2 separate regions of the Mus musculus genome follow, and region 1 is linked to region 2. Evidence: chromatin contacts called from public HiChIP or PLAC-seq data. All regions are on one chromosome and are shown on one strand. The core of a region is the stretch at or near the end of the contact, and the rest is flanking DNA. Distances in the headings are between cores, read along the strand shown. Region 1 holds the start of Kcna3 (potassium voltage-gated channel, shaker-related subfamily, member 3). Region 2 overlaps Gm27008 (a long non-coding RNA gene).

Region 1 (5,364 bases), core at 1,500-3,999, 57 kb before region 2:
TGACAACCTTTTTCGGGTTTCCCAGGAAACACGGGTTGCTATGGGAACTGCATCAGTCAGGTCCGAATTAGTAACTTCCGCTGGAAGGGGTGTCTGACACTTTAATCTTCCTGTGATACTGCAGAAGCTTATCTCTCGGATGCATCAGGAATTTCTGTTGTTTCTCCCGGCAGCACTGAAAATGAGTTTCTAGACTTTCGTAGATATTGGCTGGGGCATGAACTCACAACTTCATTGGAATCTGTGTCTAATGTTTTCAAAATGCTTTGCAAACTTTGAAGAGTTAATAGCCAGATCAGGACATTCGGGGCATTTCCCTTTTGGTTCAAAATTATTGTGAACCTTAAGTCCTTAGGGGAGAGATTCAAACTGAAAGATCAGTCAAAAACAAAATAAATTTATAGTGGGCTTACGCGTCAACGCTCTAGTTAGACTTTCCACCCACATATCCAGAGGTTAGGTAGTTACAATAACTAGTCCGGAAATAATATTGAAAAGTCCACCAGTCAGGAGCTTCATTTAGGTTCCGCCTCCTTTACTTAGTAAAGAAACAACTATCTTTTGATTTTGAGGTTAAACAGTTACTCTGACTCTATAGTTTCACTTCCTCTCAGGATGTGGCTGTAGGGCTCACACAAAAAAACCACGCTTAATGTAAGTTTGTTGGTCACAAAATTAAGAGACAGGGAGAGAGAGAAAAAAAGAGCTGAGAGAATGCAGCCCACTTGCAAAAACAGGCACCTGTTTCAGTATGAAGCAATAGGGAGAATGAAGTGTGCTTCCTCACTTCTTGTACTTTCCTTGATGAGTGGTCTGGAAATGTATAAATCAAGGGCATACACAGACCAAGGGGGCATGTTCCACACAATACTGGGCACAGAATTGGCAACCGTATCATATATTAGACATCAGTGAATATCTTCTTGATGTTGACACAGGAGTTGGGGTTATTGTTCGTGGTGCAAGTGGCTGTGGAGTTGCCCGTTTTGAAGGGGGTCTGCGGGAAGGCGCTGTGGTTCATACCCCCCTCTTCGATCACCATATACTCCGACTTACTCAGAGTGGAGTTACTCCGGGCTTTTCGGAGCTCCTCGGCTGAAGAGGAGAGGTGCTGGCAACTGCCCACGTGCATGTACTGGGCTTGCTCTTCCCCTTCTGTCTCCCGGTGGTAGAAGTAGTTGAAGTTGGAAACAATCACAGGAACTGGCAATGCAATGGTCAAGACACCTGCGATGGCACAAAGAGAGCCCACAATCTTGCCTCCTATGGTCACTGGGTGCATATCACCATAACCAACAGTTGTCATGGTTACTACTGCCCACCAGAAGGCATCCGGGATACTGTTAAAACCCGAAGAAGGGTCGTCTGCCTCAGCAAAGTAGACTGCACTGGAGAAAAGGATGACCCCAATGAAGAGGAAGAATATGAGCAGCCCCAGCTCCCGCATGGAAGCCTTCAGCGTCTGTCCTAGGATCTGCAGCCCCTTAGAATGGCGGGAGAGCTTGAAGATGCGGAAAACCCTTACTAGGCGGATGACTCTCAGGATGGCCAGCGACATGGCCTGCTGCCCATTACCTTGTCGTTCAGCCAGCTCAGTGCCCAGAGTGATAAAATAAGGAATGATGGCCACAATGTCTATCAAGTTCATGATATTTCTGGAGAAGGTGGCTTTACTGGGGCAAGCAAAGAACCGCACCAGAAGCTCAAAGGAGAACCAGATGATGCACAAGGTCTCCACCACGAAGAAGGGGTCCGAGAAGCTGGAGGCTCCAGAAGGGGCCCCCGACGTGCTGTTGTTGGCAGCCTCAAACACGTCCTGCGACGGGGAGGCGGGATAGTCTTTCTCATCGCGAAACTCGGGAAGCGTCTCCAAGCAGAAGATGACAATGGAGATGAGAATGACCAGCACTGACACAATGGCAATGCCCCGGGCCGGCCCGGAGCTCTCCGGATATTCGAAGAGCAGCCACACCTGGCGCTGGAAGTCACGGCGGGGCAGGGGTCGCTCCTCCTCCCGCAGGAAGCCCTCATCCTCACGGAACTTTTCCATGGCCTCCTCACCCAGCTGGTAAAAGCGGATCTCCTCGGAGAAGATGTCGATGGGCACGTTGACCGGCCGGCGAATGCGGCCCCCGGACTGGTAGTAGTAGAGGATGGCGTCGAAGCTGGGTCGGTTGCGGTCGAAGAAGTACTCATTGCGGAGTGGGTCAAAGTACCGCATGCGCCGCTTGGGGTCGCCCAGCAGTGTCTCGGGGAACTGGCAGAGGGTCTTGAGCTGCGTCTCGAAGCGCAGCCCAGAGATGTTGATGACCACACGCTCGCCGCAGCAATCTTGCTCGCCCGCGGCGGGCAGCGCGGGTGGCAGTGGCTCGTAGCGGTCGCAGCCGCCACCGCCGCCGCCACTGCCACAGCCTCCCTGAGGCGGGTCCCCGCCACCGCCTCCCGCCGCCTCTGGCTCCAGCAGGTGGTCCCCGGGCACCACGGTCATGTCTGGCGGCAGCTCGGCGTGGCCGGGGCTCTGCAGGATGCGCGCGCCGCCTCCTGCGGGGTCCGGTGCAGGGTGGGCGCGGTGATGGGTGGAGGGCTGCGGCGGTCGAGCGCGGGAGGCGGCGGTGCTTTCCTTCCCTGCTGGCGGCTGCCGGCCCGAGTCGCTCCTCCTGGAGCTCCCCGCCCCACCGCCGCCTCTGCCCTACGAGCCCGGCCCCGCCGCCTGTTGCTGCGGCTGCCGCGAGGCTCTGTCTGGGCTGGCGCGGCCCGCGGGGCTGCACGGTCCAGACGCCTCCTCCTCCCTCCTCCGCACCCCTCCCCGCGGGGCGCGCGCCCGCCTCTCTGCCACCGCCCCCGGGTTTCCCGCCCACCGCGCGCGCGCGCTCCGCTTCCCGCTTGCCACCCTTGTTCCTCGACCTTCTTTGTCACTGGATCGCCGCCAACTTGCACCCCACTCCCCAGACTCCGCGGAACCCCTACCCAGCCACGCTGGCCTTGGAGGAACCCGGCCGCCTGACCTCGTTCCTGGGCTCTGCTTGCTCGCTCCTGGTCAGCGCGCGTTCCCTTCCCGCGCGTGGTCGAGACCTAATCTCAGGGCTGTTATACCCACGCAAGGACCACACCTCATCCCTCGAAGGGAGGCCTCCTGGCCCTTGACACTTTGCCAAGAAGGGCAAGTTCCACTAGAGTAGGTAACAAAAAGTCCCAAGCAAAGGAGGCATCCAGGCATCCAGACCCTGAATGTCTTGGGAGGAGGGGCTGCAGGCTAGGTTGTCTGGGCTAGTGCAGGATAGGATAGTCTGGGGCCAGCATCCGGATTTAGAGGGGTAGAATAATGCTAAAACCTGGGTGTTGGTGCAGTAAACGATATTTTTGGACAGGAAGCAATGGGTTAATGGGTAACATGGGGTCTCAAGTCTTCCCAGCAGTCTAAAAAGAGGGTCCTTAAAGGCATCTGGAGACCTCATTTTTATAATGGTTAGCTCAGTGCGGGCAGAATCAGGGGCAAGTTTCTGGTTGGGATTAGTGAGGGCAGTGGAAAAAAATAAGAGGGAATGGTAAAGAAAATTCACCACACCTTACTGTGTGACGAACAGGCCCAATACCTAGCGTTTAATTAACACAATGATACCTGCCCTTGCAGTAGGGAACTCGAGAAAGTGTATTTTAGCTGTTAATGTGGGAAAGCCTTCATTTTGCAGATTGTGCCTCTCTTGCTTGATATGGGCCTACAGAAAATATTATCTCCCTTAAACTGTTTCTCTAAATTGTGCTGGTTGCTTTAAACATAATTTCTGTTCCCAGACATTTAGCTACCCCAAGTATAAGTACCAGAGTTACAAAATTCTGTTACCCCCTTGAATCATTGCAATCGTTTGCAAAAGAGGAACTATTGTCTAGACATTCACTCATTCCATGAAGTTAGCTGAAAATTCAGTTTGATGTAAGAGTGATCTGTCGTCATGTTTTTCTTACCCCCTCTCCCAACTACTAAACTATGATAAAGAGGGCTTGCCCAACTTCTGTTGTTAGCAACTTGGAAATCCTGGGATCTCAGCATTTGTTTGTTGTACTGAATTCTGCAACAAGTGATGCTTTGTATTTATTTCTGTCTGCTCTGGGGAGATATTTCTTCTTTTGAGTTCAGGACCCTATTGTGATTCCTGGGCTGGGGAGCGAGGGAGAGCTGAGCCAGCAGTCCAATCACCCTACAAGTTTCTAGAGCAGCATTTGGGGGTGTAACAAGCACCAGGTTTTCGTTTGTTTGTTTGTTTGTTTGTTTGTTTTTGTTTTATCATTCCTTCATGTTTCGCTTTACAACCATCTGAGTGCTGGGCACTGCAGAGAGTGGAGTCTATTGTCAGATGAAGAAACTGGGAAACCATTTAAATCCCTCTTAAATACACAGTTTCAGAGCAATCTGTTGTGCAATGGTCAGCTTCTTATTTTAACCAGTGATTAGGGGAACAGTTGATGAATATTTACATATTTATTTTTGTAAATCTAAGATTGGGAAAGACGGAGTGTCACAAGGAGAGCTCACTGAGAGGCAAAGACCCTATTTTTAAAGACTGTTTCTTGCACTTCTATGTCTGACTGGGGAGATGATTTATTCTTACTTTTGCAGGAATTAATACTGAAATTAATATTAATCAAAGGCAAAGGAGATGAGAGCAGAGGATGGTCCCGTGATGGATGGTCACACGTTTCTCCCTGCTGTAAAGTATCTCTCTTTCAGAATGCCTATTCTCACTGCTTTCATCCATTTGCTTTGTCTGGAAGACCTTGATGGCCTTATTAGGACAGCCCTTATCTTAGAATTGAGATCTAGAGAAGTTTAGCAGTTTAGCTCACATAGCTGGTTAGTGACAGGGCTGGTCCTAAAATCTTGGATCGGTCCCAAATCTAGTGTTTGCAGTATTATATTACACTGGGAAACACTCATGCTGATCACCGTGAGCACTTGATAAATACTGGATTTCAAAGAGCAGCCTATTTGCCTCTGATTGCTGACTGTTCTCTTTCAATTCATATTTATTTGAACTGAAAACCAGTGCCTTTTGATGGCTACTTGTTCGCCTATAGGAAACGGGCTGGTGGGAGCGTTCCAGCCCTGTTGGACAGCAGAACCAGTTGCAACAAATCAATGTCAAAAGTGGCACTTCAGGGGGACACATACCATTTATTTAGTACCCCCAGGGGAGTAGCTCAAAGTGATTTGATAATGTCTCATTAATCCTCATGACACCCCTGTGAGATAATAATAATATTATTATTATAATGTTTAAGTGTAGAACTGTGGCAAAGCAAACAGCTTCTCAGAGCCTGTGCAGGATTGCTTTGCATTTCAGTCCCTAGTATTCAAGTCGAAGTAAA
Region 2 (5,202 bases), core at 1,239-3,738:
GCGGATCTCTGACAAGCCTGACCTTGGGGAATGTTGCTCACCAGACAGCTTGGCTACTGGGAAGGGCCTGTTTTGGAATTGTCTGCCTTGTGTCAGCTCACCCTAAAATGACAACAGAAAGAAAGAAACCGTGTTTGAGACTTTAAGGGAACTGTTTGTTCTGAAGGTGGGAGCAAGGTGAGTGTGAGTGTTTCTGGTATAGGACGTGTACTGGGAAGAGCAGTTTGGCTGGCCTGGATGGTAATGGAGTAGAACAGATGGATGGAAATAGTCTCAGTGGCAGTAGTATCAGTCAGTATCTTCATTGGTCCTTACTCAGTTCGGGGTTGAGGGGGAGGGGAGATGGTCAGGTTCTCCATGTTAACTTCCTAATTGGTGAAAATGCATTTTTGGATTTTCAGAGATTACAGAGACAAGTAAATGATTGGAATGTTTTTGGTTGGAGCTAGTCAGTCTGGAGGAAGGAGTCGGGGATTTTGGGGTGATGGTAATGGGTGAAGATCAGGTTTGGTGGCTGGTTTAGCTTGCTTTTCTATTACTGTGATTAAACCCTGACCAAAATCAGCTTGGGGAGGGAAGGGTTCATTTGACTTACACATTCAGATGATAGTTCATCATTGAGCGAGGCCAGGGAAGGAAGTCAAGCAAGGTAGAAACCTGGAGGTACAAACCGAGGTGGAAACCATGGAGGAACACTGCTTCCTGGCTTGCTTCCACAGCAAGTTTGCTTTATAATGTGATACAAGACTAACTGACCAGAAGTAGAATCACTCACAGTGGACCAGCCCTCCCATATCAATCACTAATCAAGAAAATGGCCCATAGAGCTGCTTGTAGCCAATCTAACATTTTCTCAATTCCTTCTTCCCAGACAACTTCAGCTTGAGCCAAATTAAGGAAGACATTAACCAGTACAGTGGATGTTTGTTAAGGCAGCATTTTTATACCAAGCTCCAAATTACATAAGGCTGGCTTCTCTAAGTTCTGTCACATTGTATGAAGCATGATAGTGCATGAATAATCTGTCTTTATTGAAATTACTACAGCAATGCAATTCAACACTTATTTACTAGGTACTTACTAAGAGAAACCTGGTAAGTTCTGTAAGGAGTTTGCCATGCTGGCCACTGCGTGGTCCATCAGCTTCCTTTGACCTTGGATCCTGGGCAGATCTCAGTTACTTGCTGGCACGACTGGCGATTTCCTTGGCCTTTTGGGTTTCCATGTTATAGGCCACTGCTCAGCCTGTCCAAAGCGCAAGTCTGAGGTGAGTGGAGTTGCTGCTCCTGATAAGAAGTCCAGTTAGCTAGTGACAGATAGGAGTTGGGAGAGAAATACCTCAACTTCCTGGCCTTGTATACAGAACAGCTCCGAATGTGTTCTACATAGTCTTCCAGATGTTCCCAGTGAAACTGAACCTATTCCCACAGTATAACAATGTCGACTTCCTGACTTTCCTCATTCCCCACCCCAGGTGCTTTGAAGGATGCCTTCCGAGTAAGGACTTGTAGTCAAATGTTCACGTTCAGGCCCAGTTTCAGGAGAACATAACTTACAATGAACAATGACGAATACAAAATATACTGTGTATAGATACAAAAGATACTGAATAAGGACATTTGAAAAGGATTGGGGAAGATGAGAAGTTACAGGAAAAGTGAGGGATACACAGCTGCATATTTGGTTAAGAGGGCCTACTTAGTGGACGAGCGTACTCAAAATGGTACTGTGATGAGCTGAATAATGTTCCCATAGACATATGTCCACTCCAACATCAGAATACAACCTCAGCTAGTAATGGAGTATGTAAAGATGGAGATTAGTTAAGATAATTATACTGAGCCAGTGAGCTCCAAACCCAAGGACTGATGACTAGAAGAGGAAAGGATACAAGGGTTTATGTAGAGGCAGAAAGGCCATGCAATACCAGAATAGAATGGTGTAGACTTATGACAAGGAAGTCTGTTGGCTCCTAGAAGCCTCTGGAAATCAAAAAGGAGTACAAGGCTTTTCCTGAAGATCTCAGGGAAAGCATGGCTCAGGTGGCAGCTTGGTGTTAAGCTTCCAGCTTTTGAAACCATGAGAGAAATAATTTCTGCTGCTTTAAGCCACGGCGTTTGTAGTACGTTGTTATGGCAGCTGTAGGAAACTAATACAGAAATGAAAACACAATAGACAAGAGACGTGAGAAACAGAGGAGGCTATATATAAATGGTGATGTAAAAACAAGCTGATTTCTTTCTTTCTTTCTTTCTTTTTTTTTTTTTTTTGCTATTATGATTTTCTTTTCAGCTCCCATTTCTCTCGCCTGCCCACAGTGTTCATTAACGAGGTAGCAACCCTAAAGGGAATCTAGCAGGCAGTTTCTCCTTTCTTCTGCCTCACAGGCACCCCTTCCGGGCTGAGGCTGCAGAGCCAAGTCTGTGTTTGCTGTAGGCAGATGCCTGTTGTCTGGGCTCCAGGGTGAGGAGGATGGAGGACTTCGGAGAGTACTGAAGGCACTGAGAAATGTCAGCTGAATGCTCGCTCAGTGTGTAGGGAGCACGCTCTGCTGCCTAATGAGCTTTGAAACATATTTAGAAGGGAACATCAAAGCAACTGGTTAGGAACTTGGATAAGAAGCATGAGGAAAAGGAGAATACATTAGGTTAGGAGAGGGAAAAGAATGGGCAGGGTGTTTGTTTGTGTGTGGGGGGACAGTTGAGTCCCCATCTTCCTCCAGGGCCACCTCACCGGTTCTCCTCGGCAGAGTAGTGTTCCTGATGTGGGCCTCTCAGTCTACTTTCCTTTGGACTCAGGCTGTGCACACACTAAGGTCTGTAGGGCATGCTTCAGTGATCAATGCACTGTGCATCCAAAGACATTCTCAATTTTCCATCTTCAGGTGTCTTCATTTAGAAGAAAATTTCACAAAGCAAACAAAAAGATGAGAATGTGCATGCCCATTGCCTAGGGTGGTAAAATGTGATCTTAAATTTCAACTCAGACTAAGTTTTGAAGTAGAAAAGGAAGGAGGAAGAGAAGGAGGAAGAGGAGGAGGAGAGAAGACAGGCTCGGTGCTCTGTCTCTTCTCAGAAACAAAGCTCAGCATTCCTGTCACAGAGGCTGAGAGCCTAGGACCCACTTCTTCATGTCTTCTAGCCACCAAACGCTTGCTCCCCAGAAACTCATTACTCGTTCAATGGTCTTATCTACAGAATCCCAAACTTGTTTAGTATCTCACCCAGTACTTGGGAAGTGCATTCTACATTTAGTCAGAGACAGAAGTCATCTTTGGGAGACATATTTTACTGAGAGATGCTTAAATGTTAACTTGAGATTTGAGGTTAGAGGTATGACTCCAAGTCAGATACCTTAGGAGAGAAAGCCTGTTCTTGCTTTCTTGGGCTCCAGTGGTGACTGCAGAATTGGTACCTGAAAAAAACAGGGAATTCTGAAATATTGGTTCATGAGGTTGTCATACCTGATCTAGCTCCTTTGCAATTTACCAAGGCCCTTTCAAAACTTTCTTTTTAAGAAATATAGTATTTTTGTTTATTCTTTGAGAATTCTACATAACATGTAAACAATCTATTTTATTATATATATACTCCTACTTTCTCTATCCAGTTTCCCTGTTCCTCCAATACATCCCTCTCTAAACTTCATTTCTTCTTTTAAAAAAATGAAATTAACACACTGAATAGAATCAGTCTGTATGTGCACGAGTATGGGACCATCTGCTGGAACATAGGCAACTTATCAGTTGCCACACCCAAAGAAAGATAACTTTATCTTCCCCAGGAGTCATCAAACTGCCAATAGTTTCTCAGATAGGGTTGAAGCCTTGTGAACTCCTACGATATCTATGCCAGGCTTTTGGCTGGCTTGATCTTAAGGAGATCTTGTTCAGATAACCACAGTTATGAAGTACAATGAGTACAATGGCCATGTCATGCCCTGAAGACCTTTCACGGTGCTCCTCCACATCCTCCCATTCTTATATTCTCCCTGCTTCTTCTCTGTTATTCCTTAAACTGAGGCATTTGTGGCATGTGTGGCATGTGTGGCATGTGTGTGTGTGTGTGTGTGTGTGTGTGTGTGTGTGTGAGTGCAAGTGTGTGTTGGTATAGATGTCTCACTTAGGGCTAAATATTCAATAGTCACTTATTCTCAACACTTTGACTCATCACTTTTGCGAGTTTCAGCATTAACCAGTTTCTGCTGCAAAAAGAAGCTTCTCTGACTAGCACAAATCTGTGTATAAAAACATGAATATTTAAAAAGCTGTTTGACAGCATGGCCATTTAGTAAAGCAATAGCAGCTCCTGCCCTGGGGCAGATGACCTCCTCAGCCAGGAGATTTTGACCAGGTTTATAGTACTAAGTAAGCACCTCCCTGTGGTGGAGCAGGCTCAAGTCCAATCAGAAAGCAGTTGGTTTCTTCCATAATAGTCATATCACTGTTTTTGAACCAGTAAGCCCGTCTTACTTGGCAGATCCATACTCTAGCCTGCAGGATCTGTGCTGGATCATTGACATCTTTCTCCTCCTATAGCCTTGAAGAGTTTTCTGTCAGTACTAAGACTAGCAAGCATGGAAGATATATCGCAGTCAGCCCAGGACATTCTTAAATGCTCTATGATTGCATGATTTATTTAGGGTATGGAAATTAGAGCAAGCTTAACATTTCAGATAACACTACATACTTACTACTGGCATAGTGCCAGCTAACTTTATAAAGTGGCTAATCATTTTACCAGTGAGGAAATGAAAGCTTGCTAGGGTAAGATAACGTCCCCAGTATCACGTAATTTAAAAGTGGCATAACCAGGATTTATCTGAACCTGCACCACTTTATTTCAAAGCCCAGATCCTTAACAAGGTTGACCTTCATACAATTCTCCCAATCCTTCCCACAGTTACTCTCTAGATACCTCCCCCTTCTCTTTCATCCTGCCTTCTCTTTCAGTCATGGTCATGGAGAAATGGGTAGAGTAAAGAGAAGTGGCTGCTTTCATTTTGGTTTCTTTCTATCCCCAAATAACTCTCTGTAAGTATTTTATTTGGCTGCTGTGTTACCTCGGGAGTGACAGTGCTTGTGGTGTCTCTCAGGCACCACTGACAGCACCTGTTTTCATCTCAGAAAGTCTTTCTTTGACATGGAGCGGAGACAAAGCCTCAACATAGTAGATCTTTATATACATATGTTTGAGAGCATCT

The links. HiChIP or PLAC-seq counts read pairs in DNA pulled down with a chosen protein or histone mark.
Region 1: a contact with region 2 is called in an H3K27ac HiChIP or PLAC-seq map of VIP interneurons, with 3 times the contacts expected there. The contact joins the promoter of Kcna3 here to the enhancer-like site in region 2. A contact is called at or near these places in 15 of 39 promoter capture datasets (the 3T3-L1 cell line, 3T3-L1-derived adipocytes, the C10 cell line and 11 more), 1 of 15 datasets of contacts at CTCF or cohesin (CD8 T cells), 11 of 484 Hi-C or Micro-C datasets (B cells, CD4 T cells, Th1 cells and 7 more), 9 of 115 datasets of contacts at active chromatin or transcription factors (the 230-238 cell line, CD8 T cells, the SCID.adh cell line and 6 more) and 2 of 9 other capture datasets (adipose tissue and liver).

The regions. Positions count from the first base shown.
Region 1 is chr3:107,033,547-107,038,910 of GRCm38.p6, reverse strand. Kcna3 (potassium voltage-gated channel, shaker-related subfamily, member 3) reads right to left here and starts at 2,749. Exons shown (of 1, transcript NM_008418.2): 1 at 782-2,749. The coding sequence starts at 2,488. The coding sequence ends at 902.
Region 2 is chr3:106,976,172-106,981,373 of GRCm38.p6, reverse strand. Gm27008 (a long non-coding RNA gene) reads left to right here. Exons shown (of 6, transcript XR_867553.3): 1 at 1-177. Among named protein-coding and RNA genes, the nearest start is that of Gm27008, 2.8 kb to the left of the region's middle. Within about 2 kb of position 2,488, at least 21 of the 459 cell types and tissues checked have an H3K27ac peak or open chromatin away from gene starts, as enhancers often do. A contact at or near this core is called in SST interneurons, VIP interneurons, cerebral cortex and 3 more, where this site is marked.